6 separate regions of the Mus musculus genome follow, and all the other regions are linked to region 1. The links are chromatin contacts, called in public Hi-C, HiChIP or PLAC-seq and promoter capture Hi-C maps. All regions are on one chromosome and are shown on one strand. The core of a region is the stretch at or near the end of the contact, and the rest is flanking DNA. Distances in the headings are between cores, read along the strand shown. Region 1 holds the start of Cdkn2aipnl (CDKN2A interacting protein N-terminal like). Region 2 overlaps Sec24a (Sec24 related gene family, member A (S. cerevisiae)). Region 3 has its middle 13 kb from the start of Gm51894. Region 4 overlaps Gm30217 (a long non-coding RNA gene). Region 5 holds the start of Tcf7 (transcription factor 7, T cell specific). Region 6 holds the start of Rmnd5b (required for meiotic nuclear division 5 homolog B).

The links. Promoter capture Hi-C pulls out the DNA fragments that hold promoters and counts their contacts. A called contact is a pair of places that touch in the nucleus more often than the background predicts. HiChIP or PLAC-seq counts read pairs in DNA pulled down with a chosen protein or histone mark.
Region 2: a Hi-C map of embryonic stem cells shows a contact between it and region 1, with 2.5 times the contacts expected there. The contact joins the enhancer-like site here to the promoter of Cdkn2aipnl in region 1. A contact is called at or near these places in 9 of 39 promoter capture datasets (the 3T3-L1 cell line, the C10 cell line, the HPC-7 cell line and 4 more), 7 of 484 Hi-C or Micro-C datasets (bone marrow-derived macrophages, cerebellar granule neurons, cerebellum and 3 more), 1 of 115 datasets of contacts at active chromatin or transcription factors (bone marrow-derived macrophages) and 1 of 9 other capture datasets (adipose tissue).
Region 3: a promoter capture Hi-C map of trophoblast stem cells shows a contact between it and region 1, with 5 times the contacts expected there. The contact joins the enhancer-like site here to the promoter of Cdkn2aipnl in region 1. A contact is called at or near these places in 16 of 39 promoter capture datasets (the 3T3-L1 cell line, 3T3-L1-derived adipocytes, the C10 cell line and 10 more), 5 of 15 datasets of contacts at CTCF or cohesin (the NIH/3T3 cell line, embryonic stem cells, large pre-B cells and 1 more), 16 of 484 Hi-C or Micro-C datasets (the C10 cell line, CD8 T cells, the HL-1 cell line and 12 more), 8 of 115 datasets of contacts at active chromatin or transcription factors (the SCID.adh cell line, astrocytes, embryonic forebrain and 4 more) and 3 of 9 other capture datasets (adipose tissue, embryonic stem cells and liver).
Region 4: a contact with region 1 is called in an H3K4me3 HiChIP or PLAC-seq map of the SCID.adh cell line, with 9 read pairs. The contact joins the enhancer-like site here to the promoter of Cdkn2aipnl in region 1. A contact is called at or near these places in 4 of 39 promoter capture datasets (the 3T3-L1 cell line, the C10 cell line, hematopoietic stem and progenitor cells and 1 more), 1 of 484 Hi-C or Micro-C datasets (liver) and 4 of 115 datasets of contacts at active chromatin or transcription factors (the SCID.adh cell line, bone marrow-derived macrophages, embryonic limb bud and 1 more).
Region 5: an H3K27ac HiChIP or PLAC-seq map of embryonic stem cells shows a contact between it and region 1, with 8 read pairs. The contact joins the promoter of Tcf7 here to the promoter of Cdkn2aipnl in region 1. A contact is called at or near these places in 2 of 39 promoter capture datasets (the C10 cell line and neural stem cells), 2 of 115 datasets of contacts at active chromatin or transcription factors (bone marrow-derived macrophages and embryonic stem cells) and 2 of 9 other capture datasets (adipose tissue and pancreatic islet).
Region 6: a promoter capture Hi-C map of embryonic stem cells shows a contact between it and region 1. The contact joins the promoter of Rmnd5b here to the promoter of Cdkn2aipnl in region 1. A contact is called at or near these places in 11 of 39 promoter capture datasets (the HPC-7 cell line, cranial neural crest, embryonic stem cells and 6 more), 2 of 115 datasets of contacts at active chromatin or transcription factors (bone marrow-derived macrophages and pancreatic cancer cells) and 3 of 9 other capture datasets (adipose tissue, liver and pancreatic islet).

Annotation. Positions count from the first base shown.
Region 1 is chr11:51,965,400-51,969,728 of GRCm38.p6, forward strand. Cdkn2aipnl (CDKN2A interacting protein N-terminal like) reads left to right here and starts at 2,232. Exons shown (of 3, transcript NM_029976.3): 1 at 2,232-2,558. The coding sequence starts at 2,320.
Region 2 is chr11:51,701,064-51,705,600 of GRCm38.p6, forward strand. Sec24a (Sec24 related gene family, member A (S. cerevisiae)) reads right to left here. Exons shown (of 23, transcript NM_175255.3): 19 at 3,213-3,350; 20 at 95-199. Among named protein-coding and RNA genes, the nearest start is that of 0610009B22Rik, 15 kb to the left of the region's middle. Within about 2 kb of position 2,763, at least 31 of the 459 cell types and tissues checked have an H3K27ac peak or open chromatin away from gene starts, as enhancers often do. A contact at or near this core is called in embryonic stem cells, where this site is marked.
Region 3 is chr11:52,343,350-52,348,075 of GRCm38.p6, forward strand. No RefSeq gene overlaps it. Among named protein-coding and RNA genes, the nearest start is that of Gm51894, 13 kb to the right of the region's middle. Within about 2 kb of position 3,447, at least 125 of the 459 cell types and tissues checked have an H3K27ac peak or open chromatin away from gene starts, as enhancers often do. A contact at or near this core is called in CD8 T cells, the N1E-115 cell line, the SCID.adh cell line and 9 more, where this site is marked.
Region 4 is chr11:52,309,098-52,313,814 of GRCm38.p6, forward strand. All of the region lies in intron 2 of Gm30217 (a long non-coding RNA gene), which reads left to right. Among named protein-coding and RNA genes, the nearest start is that of Gm30217, 4.0 kb to the left of the region's middle. Within about 2 kb of position 1,879, at least 25 of the 459 cell types and tissues checked have an H3K27ac peak or open chromatin away from gene starts, as enhancers often do. A contact at or near this core is called in the SCID.adh cell line, where this site is marked.
Region 5 is chr11:52,281,572-52,285,711 of GRCm38.p6, forward strand. Tcf7 (transcription factor 7, T cell specific) reads right to left here and starts at 1,443. Exons shown (of 11, transcript NM_001313981.1): 1 at 1,357-1,443; 2 at 1,141-1,207; 3 at 551-675. The coding sequence starts at 646.
Region 6 is chr11:51,633,232-51,637,651 of GRCm38.p6, forward strand. It overlaps Rmnd5b (required for meiotic nuclear division 5 homolog B), which reads right to left and starts at 2,665. Exons shown (of 10, transcript NM_025346.1): 1 at 2,359-2,665.

The sequences.
Region 1 (4,329 bases), core at 982-3,481:
TTAAAGTTCACTGGTCACCAGAAGATCTACATCTCAAAGAACCGAGATTCATCAGATTTAATGCAGATGAATTTGAAGTTATAGTCGCTGAAAATCAGCTTATCTTTGGTGTCTGTGGGGTCAAGTACATCACCATTTGTGATTTCCTAGCCCACTGGCAGCCCTTCACTCCTGAGGCTGACTTCCACATTCTGCCAATGTTTACTAATACCACTCACTCACATCCAAAATAAGCAAGCAAGCAAAGAAACAGAAACAGCAAACCACAAAGCAGATATACTGGCTCATGCCTGCAATCCTAAATGGAAGTCCAAGGATCAGTATTTCAAAGCTAGCCTAAGCTACCAAAGGAGTTTGAGACCATCCTGGGTTACCTAAGAACCTGCTTTTAAAAAGCAAGTACCACTTCCCATACATACAGCAGCAGCACACCTGTAACCACAGCATTTAGGAAGCTAAGGCAGGAAGGTTGAGACTTCAAGAACTCTCTGGACCACAGAAAGGGACACCATCTCAAAAACTAAGTAAATAAAACAACAAAACAAAAGCACATGCACAAAAAGCCAGACTAGATGGAAAGATGTGTCGTTGCCATGTTTGTAAACTAGAAGATTCGCTAGTGATATGTTAATTCTCCAATGAATCTATGTAGTCAACATGATCCCGTATGAAATATCAACAGTCTGCTTCTCTAGAAGTCAACAAAGAGATGCTAAAATTTATATCAAAATCCAATAGCATGGTGGAACACACTTAAAATACCAGCTCTGGAGAGGCTCAGGCATAGGCTTATGGCCTATGTTATTAAAAAACAACAAAACAACAACAACAAAACAAACAAAGCAACTGTAGTTGTGGGTGGCTGTAAGCCACAATGAGGGTGCTGGGAACTGAACCCATATCCTCTGGAAGAGCAGCCAGTTATCTTAACTCCCGAGCCATCTCTCTAGCCCCCATGCTCTCATTTCTAGACCAACCACTGCAGTACACAACCAAGGAACCAAGGATGTAGCTCACTGAAGCCTCCGCAGTGTTTTTAAGAGTCAAGCATCTTTCTCTGGTGATAAGGATGGCAGCAAATTTCCAGGCTCAAATAATTCTCCTGCCTTGACATATGGAGTAGCTGGGACAAAAGGTGTCTGTCACTGTGCCTGGCACATCAAATGTCCTCAGAGTCTGATCAGCTGAAGCTAGAATCAGAATTACCAGGGACCTTGACTCTGGGTATCTGAGGTTTCACTTGGGAACCTGCCACTGCAGTATCAGTCAGGGTATGGCATCTGTATCCTGGGACTCAGCTCTGGTCGCTGTTATCCAGTTAACTTGCTGACTGCTGGGGGAAAGCTGTTTCTGTCTTTGGATTCTCATGTTTGGTTCAGATGTTCCAAGCCGTAGTGTCAGCACTGTGTCTTCCTGAGGTGAGAGCACCCAGCTTGGTGCTGGTCCTCACTGCTCTGGCATTTGCGGACTGGATTGTATTTCTGCCTGCTGGGATCCTAACACTGCCACAGAAGCCACAGAAGGGAGCAAGCAAGCAGTTGTAGGCCAGCTTGGCCGTGTATGACCCTGGGGGAGCGGGAGGGAAGGATCTGCAATAGTAAACAGTATATAATGAACTTCCTTGAAGCCCACTCACCACTTAAGACCTTCACTAGATCTGGAGGTCCTGAGTTCTAGGCTTTCTTCTGACTCAAGCTTACATTTTATATTTTTACATTTATTTACTTGCTTGGTGTGTGTGTGTGTGTGTACATCAAAGTACCACAACTTGCATGTAGAAGTCAGAGGACAGTTTTCAGGAGTTGGTTCTCTCCTTCCACCATGAGGGTCCCTCACAAAGTCCTTTAGAGTGGGGCATCCTGGGCACGAAACAAAATGCCTTGTATGTACTGATTGGATGATGAATACAGCAAGATAGGAGAACACAACCTCAGTGAAGATGTTGAGATAACAGTGGATCCATAAAAGAGAGGACCTCACTCCCAAGGGACAGCCACAGAACTTAGGGCAAACCTCAGGTGTGGCTGAGGATAGACAGATGCCCGGTGAACGACCCAGGGCAAAAAGGGCACTGCAGAGTCCCAATGGGCACCTAGCTGCCAGCTCTATGCTGGCGGGCCTCAAGCTCCCCAGCAGTTGCCACACACGCTGGGTTGCACTAGACCTCCGTGCCCCGCGAGGGCGCTCCAGATAAGTCCTCCAGAGCACTCGCCCTCAGCCGTGGTCGCTCTAGCCGTGCGGCGGCGGCGCGGGGCGTGTCGGGAAAGCGGCGGGCTGGTGCGATCCTTAGCGGCGGCAGCGGCTGCGGCAGCGGGAGCCATGGTGGGTGGCGAGGCCAGCGCCGCGGTGGAGAAGCTAGTTTCCGGCGTGCGGCAGGCCGCCGACTTCGCCGAGCAGTTTCGTTCCTACTCGGAGAGCGAGAAGCAATGGAAAGCGCGCATGGAGTTCATCCTGCGCCACCTGCCTGACTACCGAGACCCACCCGACGGCGGCGGCCGCCTGGACCAGCTGCTGTCCTTATCCATGGTCTGGGCCAACCACCTCTTCCTGGGTTGCAGGTGCGGACCCCCGACAGCTGGCTGACCTTGTCCCCATCAGTCGATCCTCAGCTTGGGCATATACACTGCTCCACGCTGAACCTGGCGCCAGCCTCCTACTGATCCCCTCTTAGCATTCCCTCGGGAAAAAAATCTCTCCTCTGAGCCTCGCTTTTCTCTTGTGAATGAGTGGTTGGGATGACTACAGCAGCTGAATGATAGGGCGTGCAGTGCAGGTGTGCTCCAAGGCGGCCGAATTGCAATGGTCATTGTTATTACTGTTTATTAGCCCAGAGGACTTCCTTTCCAGAGTGTGTTTGAAGTCTATTAGCTCCTGTCGCCCACGTGACAAAAGTGCAGACTCTTCCTCTAGATGAAGACACCTAGCAAGAGGATGTGATGTATCTCACCATTGGTGGGTTTCACGCTAAGGCAGGATGTAATCTTTTCTCCCCTTTCTCTTCTTGGCTTCCCTCTTAGGAAAGTAACCCATGCTATCTTGTTGCTGTCCTAACTCCCCGCCCTCCCCAGTCTTTGTGATCACACCTGGAAGGCAAGAGCCTGGCCTTGAGATATTCCACCTGGAAATGACACCAGGTTTTTATACTCCCTTGTGATTTTTAATTTTTTTTTAAAGATTTATTTATTTATTATATGTAAGTACACTGTAGCTGTCTTCAGACACTCCAGAAGAGGGAGTCAGATCTTGTTACGGATGGTTGTGAGCCACCATGTGGTTGCTGGGATTTGAACTCCGGACCTTCGGAAGAACAGTCGGGTGCTCTTACCCGCTGAGCCATCTCTCCAGCCCGTGATTTTTAATTTTTGAGGCAGTCTTCCCTTATAACTGAGACTGGCCTCCAGTTTACTGTGTAGCCCAGGCAATCCTAGAACTTGATCCACCTAGGCAACCACGTCCTGAGAGGCATGCATGGCCAGGCTCTTCCAGGCTTCTAGAGTTTCGTGAGGTTGTGTTAGAACAGGAGACCCTCACTCATACCTGATTTTGTAGTGGTCACAGGACCCCCTCCAGGCCAAACTGCTTGGTTTACTTTTTGGGTTTTGTGTTAGGGATGAAACCCAGGCCCTTACACATCCAAAATAAGCACTCAGTCACGAGCCTCATCACCAGTGCTGAAGCGGCTTGGTTTCAGATGTTGGGATGATTTGTCAGAACCGGATGTGGGGACGCTGAGCTAGACACACCCATCACACACACAGGCCCATCCTCCTTCCTGCGGTGCCCTTTAAAATCTGAGATTACAGAATCCAAACTCAGACACGTGACGGAGAACTGAACAAAAGGGATAAATGGTGTTATTTTCATGAGACCAACGTTCTGTGTGTTTTAAAAATAATCCAATTTTTAGGCCCTCAAATCTCATCCATGAATATGTACCACCAGGTATATGGTGCTCCTGTTTCTGTAATTTTAATTTAACTTTTTGTTTGCTTGTTTATACCTATTTTAAATTTTATACCTATGGGCATTTTGTCTACATGCCTGCACTGTAAGAGTGCCTCATGCCGTTGGAGGCCAGAAGACAGCTTTGGATTCCCTGGGATGGAAGTGCAGGTGGTTGTGAGCCACCTGACGTGGATGCTGGGAATTGAAACTGGGTCCTCTGAGAGCAAGTGCTCTCAACTGCTAAATTATCTCTCCAAACTCCTGTTTTTGTAATTTTTAAAAAGATTTTTATTTTATGTGTATGACTATGTACAAATATGTACCTAGTATCCTCCAAGGCCAGAAGAGGGCGTCAGATATCTGAGACCTGAAATTAACAGCCAT
Region 2 (4,537 bases), core at 1,513-4,012, 260 kb before region 1:
GTCAGCGCTAATGTATAAAGAAAAGCAGCTGAAGCCAACCATTAAGGAGGCTCAGCAGCACACTGAGCTCATAAGGCTGAGTTAATCCACTCACTGAGCCTGCATCCATGAGGAACGCTCCATCTCTGCTCAACTTCTCCACCGAGAGCTGAAGAATGGGGGGCTGAGGTATGGTTCTGTCATTGATGTTGAGAGCTCCCTGAAGGAGGCAAAGAATGAAGTTTTTTAGATACAGGTTAGATACAGGTTAACATGTACACGTAGAGTCTAATTAGGCAGATTATCCCAGGGATCTGCTGCCTCTGAAAATTTCGAGTGATAAAATGACAGGTGGCTGCCATGCCTGCCTTGTTTTTCATGTGGGTTCTGAACTCTGGTCCTCATGCTTCCACAATAAACATTTTATTCCTAACCTCAGTACTTTTTTGGAAAAAGAGTCTGCCATAGCTCAGGCTGGCCTCAAACTTTTTACGTAGCTGAAGCTGATCTTGAACTCCAGATTGTTCCGCCTCCTCCTCTAATTGCTGAAATTACTGGCCTGGGGTACCACGCTCAGCTCTCGAGAGCCAGGGTTAAGTAGCTAACACAATGAAATGAATTGACTTATAAGAGTTTGGATCTTAAATAGGCAAGTCAGTTATGCATAATAAACATGGAATATTATGTATATTAAACAAAGCCACATGACTCTAATAATTAAAATTAAATTCTGATCATATTTATTTCTTAGTTGTATAGCTAGAAGTTAATGGCAGGTGTTTTCTGTCACTTGCCACCTTATTCTTTGAGACAAGCTCTCAATGAACCTGGAGCTTGTTGACTCAGTTACCTGGCTGGCCAGCAGGTCCCTGGGCTTCCCCAGTGCTGGGGTTACAGATCCATAGTGTCATATTCTGGGAACTAACTCAGGTCCTCATGCTTGTGCAGCGAAGCACTTTACCCACAGATCATCTCTCCAGCCCATTCCCATCTTTAGTTTTTTGAGACCAGATCTTTAGGTACAGGCTGGTTGCCAGCTCCCTGTGTAGCTAAAGATAACTCTGAATTTCTTTTCTGATCCTCCTGCCTCCATATTCCAAGAGTTGACAATGTAGGTATGAACCACCATGCAAGGTTAATGCCAGGGTGAAGAGTGGACCCAGGCTTCATGCATGCTAAGCAAGCATTCTACCAACTGGGCTGTTACATTCTTTAAAGAGAGGGTTTCCTGTTAGCCAGGCAGGCCTGGAACTCCTGACCCACCTTGCAAGTGCTAGGATTATCGGTGCCATCAAGCTTGACTTTGGTTTTTCTTTTTTTTAGATTTATTTATTTATTATATGTGAGTACACTGTAGCTGTCTTCAGACACACCAGAAGAGGGCGTCAGATCTCGTTACGGATGGTTGTGAGCCACCATGTGGTTGCTGGGATTTGAACTCTGGACCTTTGGAAGAGCAGTCGGGTACTCTTACCCACTGAGCCATCTCACCAGCCCCTTGACTTTGGTTTTTAAAAATTAAATTGAAAAATATAATATATAGTGAACAGATAAGTGACATTAGTGAAATACAACTAATAATAGATTAATCAAGTCTCTCTCCTTTTTTCTTTCCTCCTCCTCTTCTTCCTCCTCTTCTTCCTCCTCTTCTTCCTCCTTTTCTTCTTCCTCTTCCTCTTCTTAGAGTTTTTGAATTTTGTTTCTGAGGCAGGGACTGATTTCAAACTCATGAGCTCAAGTGATCCTCTTGTTTTAGCCAAAGTTGTTTGAACTATAGGAATAAGCCATTTAGGTATAGCCCAGGAAACTATAAAGTTAAACATTAGGAACAACTGGTAAGAGCCTTCTGTGCTGGCTATCTTATGTCCACTTGGCACAAGCTAGAGTCACCTGAGAAGAGAAAACTTTAACTGAGAAAATGCTCCCACCAGATTGGCATTTCCCTCAATTAGTGAGTAATGTGAGAAGAGCCCGTTGTGGGCAGTGCCCGGGGGTAGAATTTTTCCTGTCCAATTACATTAGAATATTAGTGCAGCAGGAAGCTTGTGATTGGACAGGGAAAAGGGAGGCAGAACAAAGAGTTGCAGGGACAGAGAGCAGATGAACAGGAAGATCCTGATCCCACGGGGGTGGGATTGGTTTTAAGTAGCCACAGGTAGTTATAAACATCATATAGGGATAGAATAATTGGGATAACTTGTCTGATCTAGGTGGGCAGCTTGTATCATTATCATTTGGCCCTGAAATTATTGTGTAGGCATCTTGTGAATTGAGAATTTATTGATATAAATAATAAATAAATCTTTTAAAAAAGGTCAGATATATGTAAGTACACTGTAGCTGTCTTCAGACACTTTTTCTTCTCTCTCCAGTCTTGCTTGCTCTGGCCCAGATTTCTTTCTTTATTATGTAAAGTACGCTGGCTGTAGCTGTCTTCAGACACCCCAGAAGAGGGCATCAGATTTCATCACAGATGATTGTGAGTCATCATGTGGTTGCTGGGACTTGAACTGGGGAGCTTTGGAAGCGCAGTCAGTGCTCTTAACTGCTGAGCCATCTCTCCAGCCCTCTAAATCTGACTTGTTAATTATAAGCTTCTAGAGTTTTGTTTCTACTGGGTTGCTGGGTGTTGAGGTGCTGACTGCTGGGTGGATGGTCGTTGCGGTGCGTTGCGTGTGGCTGGCATGGCAGCCAAGAGAAGGGAACACAGGAGCTCTGGTCCTGCTGGAGAGTGGGCGGATGAAGTGCAGGAGCTTGGTGGTTCTTTTTAAATATTTCCCGCAACAGCGCCCCCTATGGTCTGGTGGTCTTGGCTGTGTAAGAAGCCTGACTGAGTAAGCCATAGAGAAACCTGTACACAGCACCCTCCATGGCTTTTCCATCAGCTGCTGCCCTGCGTTCCTGCCCTAACTTCTTTGATGATGAACTCTATGCTAAAAGAAGCCCTTTCTTCCAAGTTGACTTTGGTCATGGTGTTTTCTCACAGCAATAGACACTCTGAGACACCTTGTATACTATATCTGTATCTTTAAATCTCAAATTAGAAAAAAAGAGAGTATGTCTTAGAAAACTTAAAGTTAATATTTTCAGGAATGTCCCTAACTATCAAAGTTTCTGTACATTTACCTAGGAAAAAACAAACAAGGATTTAGGTAACAAACTCATTTCTGTACAGAATATAATCAGGCTTCACGTTTTTCGGAAGAAGCCACAGAACAGGGAGTTGGTCTTACCTCATCTGAGAGGTTGTCAACTCTGTACAAACTGGGATGTGTTGTGAGCATGAGGTGAACCAATGGCTGGCTTTTCACTTGACACATGGCAAAAATTCGTTCATCTAGACGTATACTTGTCCCAGTCTGGAAAGATTTCTGCAATAAAACAACACCCCGCCTCCCAACATTAGAAAAAGAGTTTTGTAAATGTCAATTGCTAAAAGATTATCATTAGACAGAATTAGCAAATTTATCATAAATTATTTTATCTTTGAAGAAGTCATTACCCTGTAGCCTCATCTGGAAGTCTCAACTAGTCAATACCTGACCATTGCTAAGTCACCCGATCTCCTGGTGTCTGTTTCCTCACTGCTAGGCTAGGCCTAACTGCAGTGACTGTGATGGAGCTGAGAAGCCTGGGAAGGATGGTACCCTGGCGACAAGATAAAGGTACACATGGCATAGCAAGAAGACCCCAGCAAGTGTGCCACGTCTGCTGGATGGTAATTGTTTCTTCCACAACGAGAGACATTAAAACTCAATACAGCAGATCCCACGGCCTCTGAAGCAGGGTGGTACCACACATGAGGACAGTGGCAGAGCAGAGCTGAGGCTGGGACAGTTTTAGTGCTGTAGTAGCTGCACTCAGGCTGGCGGAGCTGTGAGGTGAGGGCTAGTGTCTCAGTTGGTGGAGAGGAATACAAGAGGCAGAGAACAATGAATATTCACAGACTGAATGTGACTAGAACGCCTTCTCCAGGCAGGTTCAGGTAAACTGAGGCATCTGCAGGAAGCAAGAGTGTTTAATAACAGCAGAGCCTCAGTCTGTCACATGTCACTCACTGATGGCTCTATGCCAGGTGCTCCTCTATGGTGACTTTGCCAAAGAACCCAGACCAGCTTTTATGCCCAGGTCACTAACTTGTGAGGCTCCCCTAGAACAAGGCTGCCCTGGAAAGAGTCTGGGCAATTTTGTTCAATGATGTCTCTCCCATCCCCCTACAACATGCAGCACACTGTAAGCACTCAGCATGTGTCGAAAGCTGGTGGTCTAGCTCATCGCACAGAGGCTTTTTGGCATACCACGAGAAAAATTTTAGTGAATTATTTCACCTGTTAGTATTAAATAAATAGGGCCTGGAGAGATAGCTCAGTGATCCAGAGCACTGGTTGGTCTTGCAGAAGACCCAAATTCAGTTCCCAACACCCACATAGTGGCTTACAACCATCTGTAACTCCAGTCCCAGAAGATCTGATGTTTTCTGGCCTCCACAAGCACTAGGCACACTTGCAAGCAAAACACACAGACACAGAAAGTAAAGTAAATTTAAAACAAAGTATAA
Region 3 (4,726 bases), core at 2,197-4,696, 380 kb after region 1:
TAGCGCCACCTGGTGGCCAACTTTTCAAATAGCAACGGCGCTTTCAATAGACTTGGTCAGAGGGAGCTTCAACAAATGCAGTCAAGGCAAAAATGGTCTTTGGGGCAAGGGCCAGCTATGGTAGCGCTTCCCCCAGATGATTTCAACATGAGCCAGGGTGGAGAGTCGCTATGATACCATAGGTAGGTTTTTTGTTTCTCTAAACACCAGCAAGGAAGGGTGAGTGCGATGGATGGGAGACACCCCAGGCGCCTTCCACAGAGCTTTACTTCGCTGGTGTGGAATCTCCCTTCATTGCTAAGGGCTCAGAGGCCTTCAAACCAGTGGACAGTGACCACCGGAATGGAGCACCGCGCAGATCACCCACGGAGCCCATGATAGACCCTCACATCATTGTCTGTGCTGTTTCACTAATTCCCAGTTTTCATTCAGAGCCTTTATTAATTTATTTTATGTCTTTATTTTTGGGCTAATATCTTGTCCTGTTATTTAACGTGGTGTGTGTGTGTGTGTGTGTGTGTGTGTGTGTGTTAGTCACACGTGAGCATGAGCACATTTGCCCTGGCATAGATGTGAAGGGTCAGGAATCAGCCCTGTCCTACAGTGTGTTCTGGGGATTGACCTCAGGCCCTCAGGCTTCTGTGGCAAGCACTTTACCCACTGGGCCGTCCTGTCAGCCTTACTTTGAGCCAGGGTCTCTACTGAATCTGGAGCTTATCGGTTCAAGACCAGCATATCTTTCAGAGAATACAATTTAATTTACTATGTATAACATAGTTAAGTTGCTGGCCCCAAATATCCTTCTGAAAAACAAATGTCCTAGTATCTGGTACTTTTTATCTTTATTTTTCTTTTCTTTTTTTCTTTCTCTTTTTTTTTGTTTATTTTTGTTTATTTTTTGTGGATTTTGTTGTCATTTTGTTTTGGAGAAAGAGTTTCTCTGTAACAGCCCTTGCTGTCCTGGAACTCTATGGACTAGGCTGGCCTTGAACTCACAGAGCTGCCCCCTCACCCCATGGCGTTCTGATATAAAACAAATGTGCCACCATGCCCGGCCCTTGTGGGTTTTTTTTGTTTTGTTTTTGTTTTTGTTTTTGAGGCAGTGGTCTCACCACGTATCTCTGGCTGTCCTGGAATTCACTCTGTAGATCAAGCTTGCCTCACTCACAGAGATCTGCCTTCCTCTGCCTCTGCCTCCCCAGAGCTGGAATTAAAGGTGTACACCACTAGCAGTGGCTAGCTAGAATATTGTTATTTTTATGTTTTAGTTATTTGTTTGTCTGCTTATATATTTGGTGGTGGTGGGAGGGTTTGGGTCTACATGAATATGAAAATCAGAGGACATTTGGGACCCACCCTTTGGATTCCAAGGAGTAAGCTGATCCCAGCTGTCAAGCTTGACAGGAAGCATCCCTACCCACTAAGCCACCCCACCACCCCTACATTTGTTTCTTTATGCTGCTCTGAATTAGCACACATTTGGTGGTCCAAAGAAACACCATTTTGAGTCAGGAGTGTTGGTACACACCTAGAATCCCAACCCTTTCGAGACAGGAGCAAGAGGATGACCAAGGCCGCTCCGGGCCACATTAAGTATGAGGCCATCCACGCCTATAGCCTGAGACCCTGTCTCAACAAGACCAAACAATATTTACAGTGCTGGCAGCCAGAAACCTAAAATGGCTTCCCTGGGTAGGCACAAAAGTGTCGTCAGGCAGGCTTCCTCCCTGGCTCTCAGGGATATCCTTATGTTTGTCTTCTTCAGCCTGAGGAGTTATGGTTCCTGCCATGTAGCCTCTTCCTCCAACTTCAAAGCCAGCAGGTGACGTCTTCTCTTGTCACTGGAGCTTCTTCAGAGCAGGCGCTCCTGTCTCCCTGTGTGAGGACACAGATGAGTAGACACGGGGGCGGTCCCATGAGATAAGGAATTCCTATTGCCTCTGGGTGAGGGGGTAGCACACACTTTTAATCCCAGCACTGGAGAGGCAGAAGCAGGTGGATCTCTGGAGGCTCCTGGTCTACAGAGCGAGTTCCAGGACAGTCAGAGCTACATAGAGAAGCCCTGTCCCAAGGAATCCAAAGAAGAATTCCCATTGCCTCCATGTGGTCTATCACATGCAACACATCGATCCCCTATCCATAGTGATGTAGTGCAGGCACACCCACTGAACTGCTAGTAACGGAAAAATAGAACGCACGGGGTGCTGGAGAGATAGCTCAGTGGTTAGGAGTGCTTGCTGCACGTGCAGAGAGCAGAGCTTGGCTTCCAGAACCCATATCTCTGGCCCCACACTCCATCATGGCTGTTAAAGTCGATCTCTGTCTGTGCCATTCTATCTTAGTCTCTCAGTTGTCCCCAAGACCATACTTCTCACTTCACAGAGACATCATCTCTCTCTGAAGCCTGATCTCCTGGAAGGAAGGCAAGGACTTTGGCATGCCTGGTCCCTCCAAGGTCCGGCACAGAGGCCTGCCCATGCCCCCCCCCCCCAGCATTATCCCTTGATTGGCTTCAGGAAGGTAAGGTTTATTCTGGTTTGAGGGTACTCCGTTGTGGTGGGGAAGGCTTGGGGGCAGGAGTGTGTGGATTCTAGTCACACTGCATCTGCGGGTAGGAGATGGGAAGGGGTGCCAGTGGTCGGTTTGCTCTTTCCTTTCCTCCTGTTTGATTCAGTCTTGCCCTCCCCCCCCCCCCCCGCGTCCCTGCCCCCAGTCATGGGATGGTACCGCCTACATCCAGGGTCTTCCCTCCTCTGTGCAACCGCCACACACGGGTGTGTTTCCTAGGTGATTCCAAACCCAGGCAGGTTGACAATGAAGATTAATTATGACAGCCTCCTACACCCAACCTGTGAAGATCAAAAATACCTCAAGAGGTTGCTAAAATGCTCCCCAGAAGCAAGGACTGAATCTCCTTTGGGATCGGGTCAGAGAGCCATCAGAACACGCTATTGGGGATGAAAGGCAACCCTAATCGTTTTCTTACTGGCCCCACTTTCCTCATCAGGAAAAAAGTGCACTGATGCCTGCAGGAAAATGAATTTTCTTCAAGAGATCACACAGGCTTCCAAGCAAGCAACCTGGGGTGGTGCTGCCACCTCTTGGTGAGTGGGTGGAAGTACATCCGTGGGCGTGGTTGGCAAGCTATTGCTACCTAGTAAGAGCCTCTCTATCTCTGCCAGGGAGCCCAAGTAAAGGCCAGGCAGAGTGGACAGAAATAGAGGAGTCAGCAAACACAGGGAATTTTATATCAATCAGTGGTGTTGAGAAGAAACCTGGTCTAGGTTCAATTCGCCCCTTTTCCTGTATCATTATGTATCTCCGACAAGAAAAGGACACCAAGAGCGATTTGCCCCACAATAGCTGCCCTTGACTAGATTGGTGGGCGTCCCAGAGGCTGTCCCCTCCCCCAAGATTGGCCTCTGTGGAAATCAGGAGGGTGGCGCAGCCAATGGTCGCACCTAGATCCGCCATCTTCCCCAGAGGCCACGCCTCCTCCGCCCTTTCCCCAGTTACAGCTAGAAACTCAGCTTCAGTCCGTGAAGTCTACGATTTCCACTTCATCTAATTCATTTGACCCACTGCCACCTTCATCTTAAGCCCGGCTTCCCTGGGACTGTACTTTAGTCTTCCATGACTCTGGCTGCAGTGTTCATGGGGCTGTATTCAGCTGTGTTTGGCTACGCCTAGAATCTTCTATGAGACTGCTACAGATTACATTCCTGTAGCATTCCTCTTTGGAGGAAAATGGGGTGAAGACGCTGCTAGGGGCCTTTCTCAGCTTCTTTTTAATTTTGATTTTCTTCTTCCTCTTCCTCTTCCTCTTCCTCCTCCTCCTCCTCCTCCTCCTCTTCTTCTTCTTCTTCTTCTTCTTCTTCTTCTTCTTCTTCTTCTTCTTCATGTATTTATTTATTATATGCAAGTACACTGTAGCTGTCTTCAGACATACCAGAAGAGGGCATCAGATCTCATTACAGATGGTTGTGAGCCACCATGTGGTTGCTAGGATTTGAACTCAGGATCTTCAGATGAGCAGTTGGTGCTCTTAACCTTAACCTCTGAGCCATCTCTCCAGCCCTTTTTTCTTCTTCTTAAACATAGTCTCATTGCATAACACTGACTGGGCTAGAACTTGCCATGTAGACCAGGCTAGCCTCAAACTCAGAGATCCAACTGCCTCTGTCTCCTGAGTGCTGGGTTTAAATGTGGGTCCAGTCAGTCTTCATTTTTGTTTTGTTTCGCTTTGCTTTTATGAGAAAATATCTCACGTGGTCCAGACTTCAACCTTTCTCTGACCTTGAACTCCTGATCATCCTTCCTGTACTCCAGAGTGCCTGGGTCACAGGCATGTGACACTGTGGCCAGTCTTTACATGCTATTTCTACGGCATTTTGAGCAAAGTCTATCTAATCCTTTGATTATTAGTTTTGCAAGGGCAGCGGCGGCACCCGATTCTCCCATATCCTGTTCTGGCTCAGTTCTTAGTGCTGGGGAGCAAGACTTTCAGTGGAAGCTGAGTGAGCGAGGGACATCTGAGGGAGAGGGACAGGACAGAAGCTGAGAGATGTCCGGGCATAGGTGTGCTTCCTCCTACCATGCAGGTCCCAGACCCTGAAGAAGGTACAGGGCTGTGGTGGTTTAAATGGGAATGGCTGCCAACAAGGGTGAGCACACACACACACACACACACACACACACACACACCTGCACATATGCCCCTGCACAC
Region 4 (4,717 bases), core at 629-3,128, 340 kb after region 1:
ATCTGCATGTACACCTGCATGCCAGAAGAGAGCATCAGATCCCAGTACAGATGGTTGTAAGCCACCAAGCAGTTGCTGGGAATTGAACTCAAGGCCTCTACAAAAGCAGACAGTGCTCTTAACCAATTAGTTAAGTAATTAATTAATTGGGGGGAGCTTAATCTCTCTAGCCCCCTCCAATTCTCCATTCCTGACTTCCTTATTTGAGTGCTGATATTTCTATCACTAATTATCCTAGTTTTTAGATGATAGGATCTTGTAAACTTGCATAAAGTTCTGCAGCTGATAGGTGCTCTGGCTGCCTCTGTCTCTGACCCCAGACCTCCTCACCCAGGGCAGGACCAGCTGTGAAAGCTGTCACCAACTGAGCATGTGCAAAAGGTCCAGGGACTACCATGCCCAGCTAGGGATTCAGTGTCTTGGACATGTAACCCTCAAAGGAAGATGGTAGCTTCAGGCTGTTATTGACAGTAAGTAAAAGGGCCTGTGTGAAGATCAAAGCCTGAAGGAAGTAGGTGGTTCTCTGACAAAAACATAATATTTTTAGAAGTTCTCTGTGGGGTAGGATGTTTTGCCTCAGGCTGCTTGGTGGTGAAGGGATGCAGCTGGAGGTGCTCCCCACCCCGGAGGCTGTCATCTTGAGCTGAGGGGTCCTTGGGAAAGGGTTGACTGACAAGGGCTGGCTGGAGCTGGGAGGCTGAGGGTGGGAGGGGCATCCGCTTTTCCTAAAGGTCAGAGTACCCGCTTAGGCCAGTGTTGTTTTGGGTTGGGGGGGGGCCTTCAAGCCCCCACCCATCATGTAGCCCAGGCTGTTTTTTTTTGTTTGTTTGTTTTTTGTTTTTTTGTTTTTCGAGACAGGGTTTCTCTGTGTAGTCCTGGCTGTCCTGGAACTCATTCTGTAGACCAGGCTGGCCTCGAAATCTGCCTACCTCTGCCTCCCAAGTGCTAGGATTAAAGGCGTGCGCCACCACGCCCGGCTGCCCAGGCTGTTCTTGAGCTTGTTTTTATGGCTCTAACTCTGCAGGGCTGGGGTCTCCCCAGTGCTCCACCACATCCTACTGAGAAGATCGGAAGCTTGACCCACCTTCACCTCCTGCTGCACCTTCAACATACGCATCCCCCCTCCATCTTCTGAAGACCAGGGTCTGCAAACAGCAGCCAAGGAGAGCTATACATTCATTCTGTAATCAGGGATAATTGGTATGGTCTATAAGAAGGGAGAAGCCAAGATCCAGGGGGTAGAACATCAGTGGGTTGCTAAACCAAATGCCCAGAATATTCCATGAAGGATCGGAATAGCTCTTGGGAGCTGGGGAACCTCAGATAGTGGGACCCACCTTGGCCGGAGAACAAGAACGGAGGAAGGCAATGTTCATGCTCATAGAATGGGCGAGGTTTGAGGATGAAGCTTCAGGTCCTCCTTGCTGGTTTTTAGGATGCCTTGTCCTTAAAGATGCCTGGGAGAATTGAGTTGGGCCCTTCCTTTCATGCAAAAAGGAGCAGAGAGAGGACAGGTTGGGTCCCCTACCCTCCCTAGCTCTCTGCAGTATCTCTCCCTTATAATCAGTAAGCCTTTGCCTTAATGTTTATGCCACAATCCCAAGCAGGCAGGCTGGAGTGGCCAACTGTAATTTATATCATTTTGCATCTGGGCTACAGGCTCTAAAGACTCAGCCTCATGCAAATGGGAACCACATTGGAGAGCGGGGAGACCGAGCCGAGGCCGCATTAGGATATACTCGCAGGAAGCCACCTGTTTCTCGTTTGGGACGTGCCTTGGTTTGTTGTCCTCCCGTCCCAGTGCCCAGTGGTTTTTGGAGACGGCGGAGCAGCCATGTACATTTTCCTTGACTGGCATCCGGCACTGAGTCTGGGCGGAGCCACTTGCAAACCTCAGAATGCCCCATGCAGAACTCTGCAGAGGTCGTTGGGCACACTCTGCTCTGTGTTCTCATCGGTCTCCACAGAGAAAGCAGCCTCCTAGAGAAAGTAGAATGTGGTCAAACCTTAAAGTCTGTAGGAGGCCCCTGGCCCCTGGCTGGGGGCAGGGCCTTGAGGATCCTATATTCCCCAGTTCTCTTGAAACCCAAGAATAGATACACTGAGGTAGGCCAGGGAGCCAGCAATGCTGAAAATGAAGGGACTTAAGATCAGTTAGGTCTGCTGGCTCAGATTTGTAATCCTAGCAGTAAGGAGGCTGAGGCAGAAGGATTGCAGTGAGTTGAGGCCAGTCTGGGCTACATATAGTGAATTCAAAGTCAGCATAATATACTAAATGAGACTTAATCTCACAAAAGCAAAAGAAGGTATGGAGATACTGCCTATAATTCCAGAACCTGAGATAGGTAAGAGGGTCAGAAGTTTAATAGCAGGGCAAGGGACTGTTGGTAGCGTGCTTGCCTGGCATGCAGGAATCCCTGGGTTTGACTTCCCAGTACTGGGAGAGGTGGTATATACTGTAATCTGAGGTCTCAGGAAGGAGAGGCAGGGCAATCTTCAGACATATGTGGGGCCAGCCTGAGCTACATGACACTGTCTTCAAACAAACAAAAATGCTAAATAAGCAAATGTACAATGGCTGGGACAGCACACACAAGCACACACATGAGAGTGAGTGAGCACGCGCTCGTGCGCGCGCGCGCGCACACACACACACAGACACACATACACACACACACACACACACACACACACACATTCACCTTTTAGTATAAGTAAAATAACTTTTAAGGACACCGTCACAGGGGCTGGAGAGATGCCTCAGCCATTAAGAGCCCCGGCTGCTCTTCCAGAGGACCCCAGTTCTGTTCCCAGCAACCACATGCAGCTCACTATCTGATGCCTTCACAGAGTTATGCAGGCAGGCGAAACACCAGTGTACATAAAATAAAAATAAATAATTAAAATGAAAGAATGTGGTCATAATGGCGATCTTGAATGCGGGCCATGTGTGGGTCTGGGGCATTTCCAGGAGTAATCATGCTTGCTTTCTGTTAGTTCATTAGTTTGTTTGCTAGGGTTTTGTTTTTTAAATAATATAATGTTTTTATTCATTCTTCAGACATGTCATGTAAGGTATCTTGATTATATTTACCTCCTTCTTCCTCCCAGCTCTTCTCAGACGCCCCTCCTCCATACCCACTCTGCTCTGTCTCCCTCCCCCCTATCCCACCCAGAACAGACTATCTCACAACAACATTCCTGGGCTTCTGGCTTTTAAAATCTTTCCTCCCCCTCTTCCTCCATGCCTCTTGAGCCTCAAGTGAAGGGGTTGTATTGTAAATGTCATGGGGTCAGGCACCTCATGGCCAATTGATCTCTGCAGTTTAGCCAGTGATGGCATTCTGAAACCATCTCTGGTTCTTTGATGAGGAGTAAGAGCTACACATGCCTGTGGGTGTGGGGATAAGTATTTAAAATGCAGCTAGAGGTTATATGAATATATTTATATACATTCTATATAAGTATATAGGATGGAGTTAGAGATTATATGAGTATATATAGATATAGATTCTATGTAAGTGTATATCTTCCCTATAAATATTTAGAATGCAGTTAGAGATTTTATAAGTATACATAGAGATTCAATATAAATATATATATATTCTCTACAAACATACAGAATACAGTTCGATGGAGCTTAGTGGTAGAGCTTGTATTTGGAATCTGGAAGATACAAGGCCCTGGCTTCAACCTCTAACACTGCAAAAAAGAAAAATCCAACTTAAAAAATATTTGGGAACCTACAACATGGGCATGAATAACAACCTGGCCTCATTACACTCTCTAGTTGGCCTTCTTCTGGTCTCATGTTTGTCCCCTTAGTCCTTCTATAAGGTTTTCTTTGTCCCTTCTTCCATACCTGTGGTCAGCTCTCCGCCCACCTGGCTCAGGTCTAGGGCTGTGCTGTGATTTGAATGTGTGCCCCATAAAGGCTTGCCAGGTTGGTCTTCCCAGCCACGTGTGGATGGCATTTAGCTATGGAGACCTGGGGAACTGGTCAGGAGTGTGAGAGAGGTTCAAGTGTCACTCTAATGGCCTTATATGCAGCCAGAAGACACTCACCAGATGCTGCTGTTGTGCCTCTGAGCCTCGAGCCAAATAAACCTTTATTCTTTATCAATTATCCCAGGTTGGGTATTTTGTTCGAGCAACAGAAGATGGACCAAGGCCATGTGGCTTCAGGCTGATCAGATCACAGGCTGATGAGACTCCAGAGGGCCTGAAATTTAGGGATCATAGAGTAACCTTTTCAGTAGCCCCTGACACTCTGGCCTTAGTCTGGCACTAGGACCTGGAGAGGGCCTCCTCCTGGACTTGGGGACCGAGTCTCTTGCTCAGAAAGATTCCATGACTTTCCTCTGGAGTAAGGAATTGTCAGAATTCTTTGGCCATTTTGATAGGACCCTCCCACCTGCCACTGTCCCTAGCAAAAGCAAATGAACCTTGTGTGTCACCACATGGTGTTCTCTGGTAGTAGGCTTGCCTGGGCAATGTCAGCTGACTCTTAGAAACACCCAGTAGGCCTTTTGCTGTGATATAGAGCATATCTCTAGACATAAACATGTTCTTTGAGATGAGGTCTCACATAGCCCAGGCTGGCCTTGAAATCCCTAAAAGGATACTTTGAGGTTCTGATCTTCCTGCCTCTATCTCCCCACTGCTGGGATTAAAGGAATGAACCCCCACGCCGTTTATATGGTGCTGGGAATTGAAC
Region 5 (4,140 bases), core at 193-2,692, 320 kb after region 1:
CCCCTAACCAACACCCTGATCTGTCCTACATTTAGCAAACCTTTCCTTGTGTGTGCGAGAGCAGCCCAGCCCGCTCAAAACCTACACCATGTGGCATGGGTCCTCGGCAAGGACTTATACACGGCAGTCAGGACACAGTGGAACTGGGCAACGGAAAAGATTAGGTCTCTTACCCAGTCTTCTCACACCCGAGTTCCCTCGCTTCTCTGAAGGAAAAAAAAAAAAGCTAACCACAGAGCTCTAGCTCAGAGCATGCACATCACGCTAGGGAATGGCATGGGCTCAGCTCAAAAACGTTTTCAACCCCACCGTGGGCCAACACAGGCACCTGCTTGAGCAAGTTGGGAAGACAAAGGTCAAAAGCAAGTGAGAAAGACTGGAGCCGGGGCGCTCCTTCAGAGATCTCCTTTTGGGTCAGACTCCTCTGGATGTTAACTGGGCAAGAGCATCTAGGAATTGGGCAGAGAAGTCCTTTTTTGTCCAAGCATCACCTGTGTGGTCAAGTAGGTAGCCAGCCCCATTACAGGGCCTGACTGCTTCGGTCACTTACCAGCGGGGGTTGAGGCTGCGGATGCTGCCCTGCTCCGGAGGCCGGTGGGTAGGGCATGAGCAGATTGAAGGCAGAGTAGACAGTCTCTTTGTACATGCCACTGGCACACTCCGGGGCCTTCAGGCCTGGAAAAACCACAGCTGGGTCAGACACCAGCCCAGCCAGCTGCTCCTAAGGACTGAAGGCTGTCTGCTCCGGAGGGGGGTTAAAAAAAAAAAAAAAACCCTGCCAAGGGGTCCCCTTCAAGTTCGTGACTTGACAGGGAACAGCGACCTCCGAACGGGTGGAAATATCCGCAAAGGCAAGTTTTTGAGGAAAGACCCCCGAGTCCAGACCTCCACTTCGCGACCGGGACTTGACTCCCTACCCCACCCTCCTGCTTGGGAACCTTAGCCAAGGCTTGCTCCTCAAGGCAAAGGATTAGTCAGTCACCTGGGCTGGAGGGGAGGCGGAGATGGCGGGGGTCTGTTTACTCCTATAAAGGTCAGGGCACCGGAAGTGACTCCAGCTCAGCGGCGCCCGGGAAACCCGCCCCCCACACCCCCACCCCCGGTTCTAGCGCCTTCTTCCCCAGCCGCGCAAAAACTCACCGTCCTCTAGGGACTCTGGAAGTTTGTCCGGGAAAAGTCTCTGCGAAGTGTGCTCCCGTCCCAGGGCCTGCAGAGCGAAGCAGAGGGGCCATGAGGAGCGGAGGGAACAGGAGGGGCTCCAGAGATGGGACCCACGAGGACCGTGGCGCGGGGGGGCGGGTCCGCACGCTACCAACTCGGGACGAGGTCCTCCGGGGAGGAGCGGGCCGGGCTCACCTCGGGCGCTCCCTCGGCTTCTCCATGTACTCGGACGCCGGGACCCGGGACCCCGGCGCCTGCGGCCGCGCCTTCGGACTCATTCACCAGTGAGGACTTGAGCTCTGCCAGGTCCCGCTCCGGGCCCACAGCGCTGTCGCGATTCTTATCGTCCTGTTCCTCGCCTTCGTCTTGGAAGGCCAGCAGCTCGTCGGGCGCGCCGAGGTCGTCGCCTGCGCCCGCGCCGCCCCCGCCCGAGTCCAGCTGCGGCATGGTGCGCTGCGCCCGCCGGGGCGCCGGGTGCGGGGCGCGGAGCCGGCCGGGAAGGCGGCGAGCCCAGGGTGCGGGGCTCCGAGCCCGGAGCGCGGCGGGCGGAGCGCACGCTGACTCCGCCTGAGCGGCCAGTGGGCGCGGGGCGAGGGCGCGGGGCACAGCAGCTTTGGGAGCCGGCGGGTCGGAACATCAAAGGCACCGCGGGCAGCGAGCCGGGGGCGGGGCGGGCGCCGGGGCGGGGCCGCGGTGGGAGGGGCTAACGTCCCAGGCCCCGCCCTCCCCTCCCTGGAGAGACCGGGACAGGCCCACTGGGAATAATCTTAAAGGGCTCGCTCTCCAGCTATTCTCTAACCTGAAATCCATTACTAAACTCTGGAACTCCATTTCCTTAACTATCATACAGCCACAACTTGCGTCCAAGTTGCGGAGAAGGTGGTTCCTTAGACCGGTGGAACCTGTGGATGACTTGGAACCTTGGTGTGAACAGCGTCCTTTGCTCAATCTGGAGGCTTCTTACGTCCCCGGGATACTAGATGGACCCTGACACACACACACACACACACACACACACACACACACACACAAACACCTGCCCTTTTGATCATCCCTGTGCCGATTAGGGACCTTATTCCAGACAGCCTGCTTACATAGACACAAGCATTAGCGCCTCACACATTTATTGAGCTCCTGCCTGTTGTTGCATGTGCAAATCAAACACTATAAATATATGACATGTGGTGGCTCGAGGCGAGGAAGGATCGTGGCCACTCACGTGGTTTCTCCAGCCCGCTATGACTTTTTCAACTAAGTTCGACGCTTAGAACCTGCTGTCCAGGAACTGAGACTTCCGGCGGCCACATGGGTCACGAAATTCTCTCTTGGGGTCTTTAGGCAGCTGCTCAGTCTGGGAAGTTGCATCCGGAGCCCATTGACTCAGACGCTAGTTAAGGCCGCGTCTTCAGTGGCATCTCCTTGGCACCCAGCATCGAATTCACCACGACCGATCACTGTTTCTGTAAGACACTAGGCCCTTTGGATAGCCATGCAGTAAACTGAAGGTCGCACACCTCCGCCTCAAGAACGTTTCGGTGTTGGAGTCAATGTAGACCTCTTCCACCTCTTGGGAAAGCAGTTGAAACAACAGTGGGTAATTTGTGAAGGAGGACACTGGCCGCCTCTCCGACTCCCGGCCCCACAGGACCCCTGGCAGCGGCGCAAAGCCGGCCGGAAGACAGCCGCACCGCCCCTCCCGGTCCAGGCCCAGCCTGCCTGGCGGAGGATCAAAGAGACCAGGCCTTGCTTCTCAGCGCTCAGATCCTATCAGCGCCCTGCCAGCGGGGCTTCTGAGTCCTCCAGCTCCCAGCCGGGATGCCCGTTTCACCTCCTTCTCAGCGATGGGGGGCTTGGCCATTAATGCTGAGCTTGGCAATAGAGATGCGGTGCAGAACCCGCCCTTGGCACCTCTAAAGTCCTTCTTCCGCAGGTGCCAGTTTGCTACTGATTTTGACCCCATCTTCTCTAGATTCGGGGGCAGGGCAGGGGCTCCAATGGAAAGCCTACAGGAGAAGAAGGGCCCAGGGGCGAGGCCTCCCCCTACGACCTCAGCTCCGAGGTTGTCCCGGCTAACTTTGGGGTGAGCACTTCTCTGAGAAAATTGCACAGAAATTGAGATCATCCTAAGCCAAAGCGCAGCAGATCCTCCTGTGTTTATAAACGACTCCAACTTTGGCAATGTCGCTTCCATGATAGTTGGCAGACCATGAAGTTTCAACTGACACAGGTCATTGGGGGTCGAATTTCTGAAGAAAAGTCAGGGCTGGGGAGGTGTGATTCTGCCCTCCAGGGTAATTTTTTTCCCCAGCTTGGTATTGCCCTTTTATCAAAGAACAAGGCCTTTCGGCTTTATTGGTGCAGAAGTAGCCTATCCTCAAATGTTAGTGAATATATATATATATATATATACCTTTATTTGGCAAGAGAAAATATTTTTTTTTCCTGATTTGTTAGCTTTCCCACCTTTGGATGGTTTCTTTGGATGACTTTATAGAGCTGTGAAAACCCCCCTTCCTGGGATCCACTGCCCTGGGGCATCCTGGCTCCAAGCCTCACCCCCTGAGGATGAGCAGTGAGGGGGAGGCAAGAGGGGAGAAAAGGAGCTTGTGGATAGGGAGGGCGGGGGTGGCATAGATGGAGTCTCTGCCTCCGCTTCCACACTGAGCATAGTGTAAAGGCTCGCTGCGTAGCAGCTGATGTAAACTCCCACAAGATGGTAGAACAGGAAGGAGCGCAGGCACAGGAGGTCGAGAGACCCGGAATGGGCTGAGAGGCCTAGGGGTGGGGAGTGGGAGAGAGGTGGAGGTGAGATTCATCTGGTGTGGAAAACCCCCAGGGTTTGGAGAGCTAACCCAGTCTGGGCTACATAGTGAGATCCTATCTGAAGAAAAATAAAAATAAATAAATAGATAGAAGCAGCAGCAGAAGCCTAGCCAGCACCAGTTCTGTAACCATCACCGGAGAGATGATGACCTCATA
Region 6 (4,420 bases), core at 1,415-3,914, 330 kb before region 1:
TTTCGAGACAGGGTTTCTCTGTGTAGCCCTGGCTGTCCTGGAACTCACTTTGTAGACCAGGTTGGCCTTCAACTCAGAAATCCACCTGCCTCTGCCTCCCAAGTGCTGGGATTAAAGGCGTGCGCCACCACGCCCGGCTTTGTTCTGCTTTTTAAAAACGGATGTATTCGTGCTTCTGATCTGGGCAGAAGCCACATTCAGACAACTTTGTGCAGTCAGTTCTCTCTTTCCACCTTTATGTGGGTTCCAGGGATTGAACTCAGGTCACCAGGACTATGTAACAAATATCTGTACTCACTGAGACATCTTGATGATGCTATTTTGTTGTTTTGAAATGGGTTCATGCTGGCCTCAACACCAAGCATGCCCTCCCCCAGGAACCCCCACCCCGACTGAGCTGCACCCCAGTCTACTGTGCACTTGTTTGTTTTCAGATCTCTCTCTCTCTCTCTCTGTAGACCAGGCTGACCTGGAACTCAGAGATCCGCCTGCCCCTGTCTTCTGAGGGCTGGGATTAAAGGCGTGTGCCACCACCCTGTTCCAACCTCAGCTTTTTGTGTTGAGTCAAGAACTCCCTAGACTGACCAGACTGCCCTTGAGCTCATTCTGTATCTCAGACTGACCTTGAACTTGGAATCCTTCTGCATTAGCCTTCCGAGTAGCTGGAATTACATATCATCAGGAATGCATTCATTTTTAATTAATCTATTGATTTTTCAGGGCCAAGCCCCCACACATGCTGGACAAGTGCGGAGCCACAGAGGGTGTTACACCCAAAGCCCTGCTTCTCTTCTTTATTTCATTACACCCACTCACTCCCATAAGCACCCTCTTCACACCTCTGCCAACTCAAGTTAAACCCAGGCTCCCAAAAGGTCACCAATCACCTCTCTCTCTGAAATCCAGGCTGACCTTGAATTTACAAAGCTCCACCTGCTGAACTAAAGGCATGTGCTACGTCCCTGGTCACATCCACCATTTTATATGGCTTCCTGGGCTCCAGCTCAGGCCTCTTCTCACGGCTCTATCTTCCTTGTGCACCCTTCTTTTCTGCATCACAAATCTGATGTGTCGGTTCCACACACTTCCACATCCTCCTGACTGCTTCTTCAGATGTGTCTCAACTGGACTAGCAGCTAAACAAAGCCTGGAGACTGGTCTTGTCCCCTCCCTCCCTGCAGGACCTAGCCCATCACGGGGCTGAGTAGGCCTAACTGATTAAACAATACCTCCATTTCCTAGCCTTTGGCTAAGAAGGCCTGAATCAAAAGCTTCCAGTGGATAGAAAGAGATATGAAGGAAATGTTAAAACTTCACACTAGAGGGGCTGGAGAGATGGCTCGGTGTTTAAGGAGGACTTGCTGCTCTTGCAAATAGCCCAGATTCTGTTCTCAGCACCCACATGGCAGTCACAACTTCCTGTAAGTCCAGTTCTAGAGACCCTGAAGCCCTCTTCATCCACTGCATCTCGTGGTGCACAGACACACATGAAGGCAAAAGGTCCCCATACACCTAGAAATAAGAAGTTTAAAAAAAATATCTGTTGGGTGTGGTGACTCACACCTTTAATCCCAGAACTAAGGATGCAGAGGCAGGCAGATCTGTCTGACTTCAGACTGGCCTGGTCTACACAGTGAATTCCAAGACAGCCAAGGCTATGTAGAGAAATGCTGTCGTCATCGTCGTTGTCATCATCGTCATCATTATAAAAGAAAATAAATAAATCTGAGGTTGGGTATGGTGGTGCAGGACTTTAACCCACCCCACCCCCCAACACATGGGAGGCAGAAGCAGATGCATCTTTGTGAGTTCAAGGCCAGCCTGGTCTACTTAGAAAGCTCCAGGGCAGCCTAGGCTATAAGAGACCCTGTCTCAAAGACAACAAACAAACAAACAAAAGAAAAACAAAAGTTCTATCCAAACAAACTCCCTGGTGATGCTCACTCCAATGACTCTCCCCATCACTTGCCACACTCTACCACCACCAGCCTTTCTGTTCCAGGGTACATCCAGTTTATTTCTGCCTCTATCCTCTTCTCGGAACACTCTCTCACATCTTCCCATGGCTGGCTCCTTATCTAGGTCTCCACACACGTGTCATCTTTTCAAACCACAGTATCGAATGCCCTGTATTTTACACTCAAACAAATCATATCCCTACAAATACTAGAAAGTTTCACATTGTCACTTCTTCACCTAAAACTGAAAGGACAGGAAAGCCCACCATTTACCCTAGGGGCATGCCACGACCCCGACTTGACCCGCATAGTAGTGCAAAGACTGACAAACTCCTACTTATCCTCCCAGAGACCCTCCTGCAGTGCCCTGCCGGAACCCCGCCACCCACTGGCTGCTTACCTCTGACTCAGTCAGGTGCACTAGGACGGGACGTCGGAGTCCGGGCGACTCCACCAGCCCTTGGAGGGTGTGGCCGACGACTGCTCCAGGCTTTGGTCGGGGCGCCCCGCACCCCGGGACCGGGAGCCGGCAGGCTGTCACCTAGTCTTGCAGCTCAGCCCGCTTCCGGCGCCGCTGTCATCGGAACCGGAAGGCGCGGCGGTTGCCTCTCGGGTGGGTCCGGGCTCGCCCATGCGTGGTGTCGCGGAGCGTGGGGAGACAGTGTGTCTCGCCCGCGGCTTTGCAAGGAATGCCGAATGAATCGTTCGCCGGAGCCAGGCAACAGTTAGCGCCTGCGCAGTGCCGGGACGCCTGGCCTCTGCGATCCGGAGCAAACCTGGGTTTCCGCGCGTCAGAACCACCGACGGGTTGTCACGAGTTTCTACCGGAAGTATTAGCTGGCGCACCTGCCTAATCCGGGCCCCCAACCACAGTAAACTAGGTCTTAAATGTCCAGGCTGGGATAGGGGACACGGAGGCAGGACGAGCGCCGGGAGTTCCAGGCCAGTCTAGACTACAAAGCGACACTCTGGCTCAGAAAATAAACAAAGCTGGGTATTGTGGTACCCGCCTATAATCTTATAATTATAAGAAGATCAGAGATCCAGGGATACAAAGTGAGTTAGGCCAGCCTGAGCTACGACAGAGAGAGGGGGAGGACAGGGGGAGGGTTAAAGTACACGCAGGTCCCTTGGTCCACCCCCAGCACCCGAAAAATGAACATTTTAAGAGACCATTACATGTATGTGGTCCAGTGATTAAGTATTTCCTGCGATGCATTTTGAACTAGCAAATAATGTTAAAGGAAGAGTCTGAGGTAACAGGGAAAGTGCTTGCAAAACAAGTGTGAGGGGCTGAGTTGAGATCCCAGGTACTGTTAGAAAGCTGGCTCGCACCTACTGGCGCGGGCCTGTAATTGCAGGAGTGGGGTTAGCAGAGACTTAAGGATTCTTGTGTTTGCCTGCCAGCTAATGTAGCTAAAAAGCAGAGCTCTAGGATCAAGAGAATAAAGTGGAGAGTGTTGGAGCGAGACTCCCCAAATCCTTCTCTGGCCCTCACACACTTGTACAGGCAAGCACACCCACGTTCACATCACACACACACAATTTTTAAGAGTTCGGTTTTTGTTCTTACGGGCTCACCTAACCCTATGCATCCATAGCCCCCAGCCCAGCTGCTCTCTGTAAATAGCCCCTCTTTAGGGGCAAAATGAAATAGGGGTTGTATACATGCCCTAACTAAAAAGAATGAAGGAGCCGGGTGTAATGGCACACACTTTTAATTCCAGCACTGCGGAGGCAAAGGCAGGCAGATCTGAGTTTGAGACCAGGAAAAAAAAAAAAAAAAAGAAAAGAAAAGAAGAAAGAACCGGGCAGTGGTGGCACATGCCTGTAATCCTAGCACTTGGGAGGCAGAGACAGGCGGATTTTTTAGTTCGAGGCCAGCCTGGTCTACAGAGTGAATTCCAGGACAGCCAGGACTGCACAGAGAAACCCTGTCGAAAGAAAGAAAGAAAGAAAGAAAGAAAGAAAGAAAGAAAGAAAGAAAGAAAGAGAAAGAAAGAGAGAAAGAAAGAGAGAAAGAAAGAGAGAGAATCTTTTGAGAAAGGGTCTTTGATACCTACCCAGGACTGGCCTTGAACTCCTTACATCACGAAGGACCTCTTTCTACCTTCTGTGTACTGAGATTACAGGTGTGTGCACCATCACCTGGGGTCCTCCAGCAACTCATGCACTCCCCTCTCCCCGCCCCCGTTTTTTTCCTTTCTTTTTCTGGCTTTTCAAGACAGGATTTCTCTGTGTAGCCCTGGCTGTCCTGCAACTCACTCTGTAGACCAGGCTGGCCTCGAATTCAGAAATCTGCCTGCCTCTGCCTCCCAAGTGCTGGGATTAAAGGCGTGCGCCACCACGCCAGCTAGGCAGGGTTTTTTGTTTGTTTGTTTGTTTGTTTGTTTTTTGTTTTTATGAGTACACTGTTGATGTCTTCAGACACACCAGAAGAGGGCATCAGATCCCATTACAGA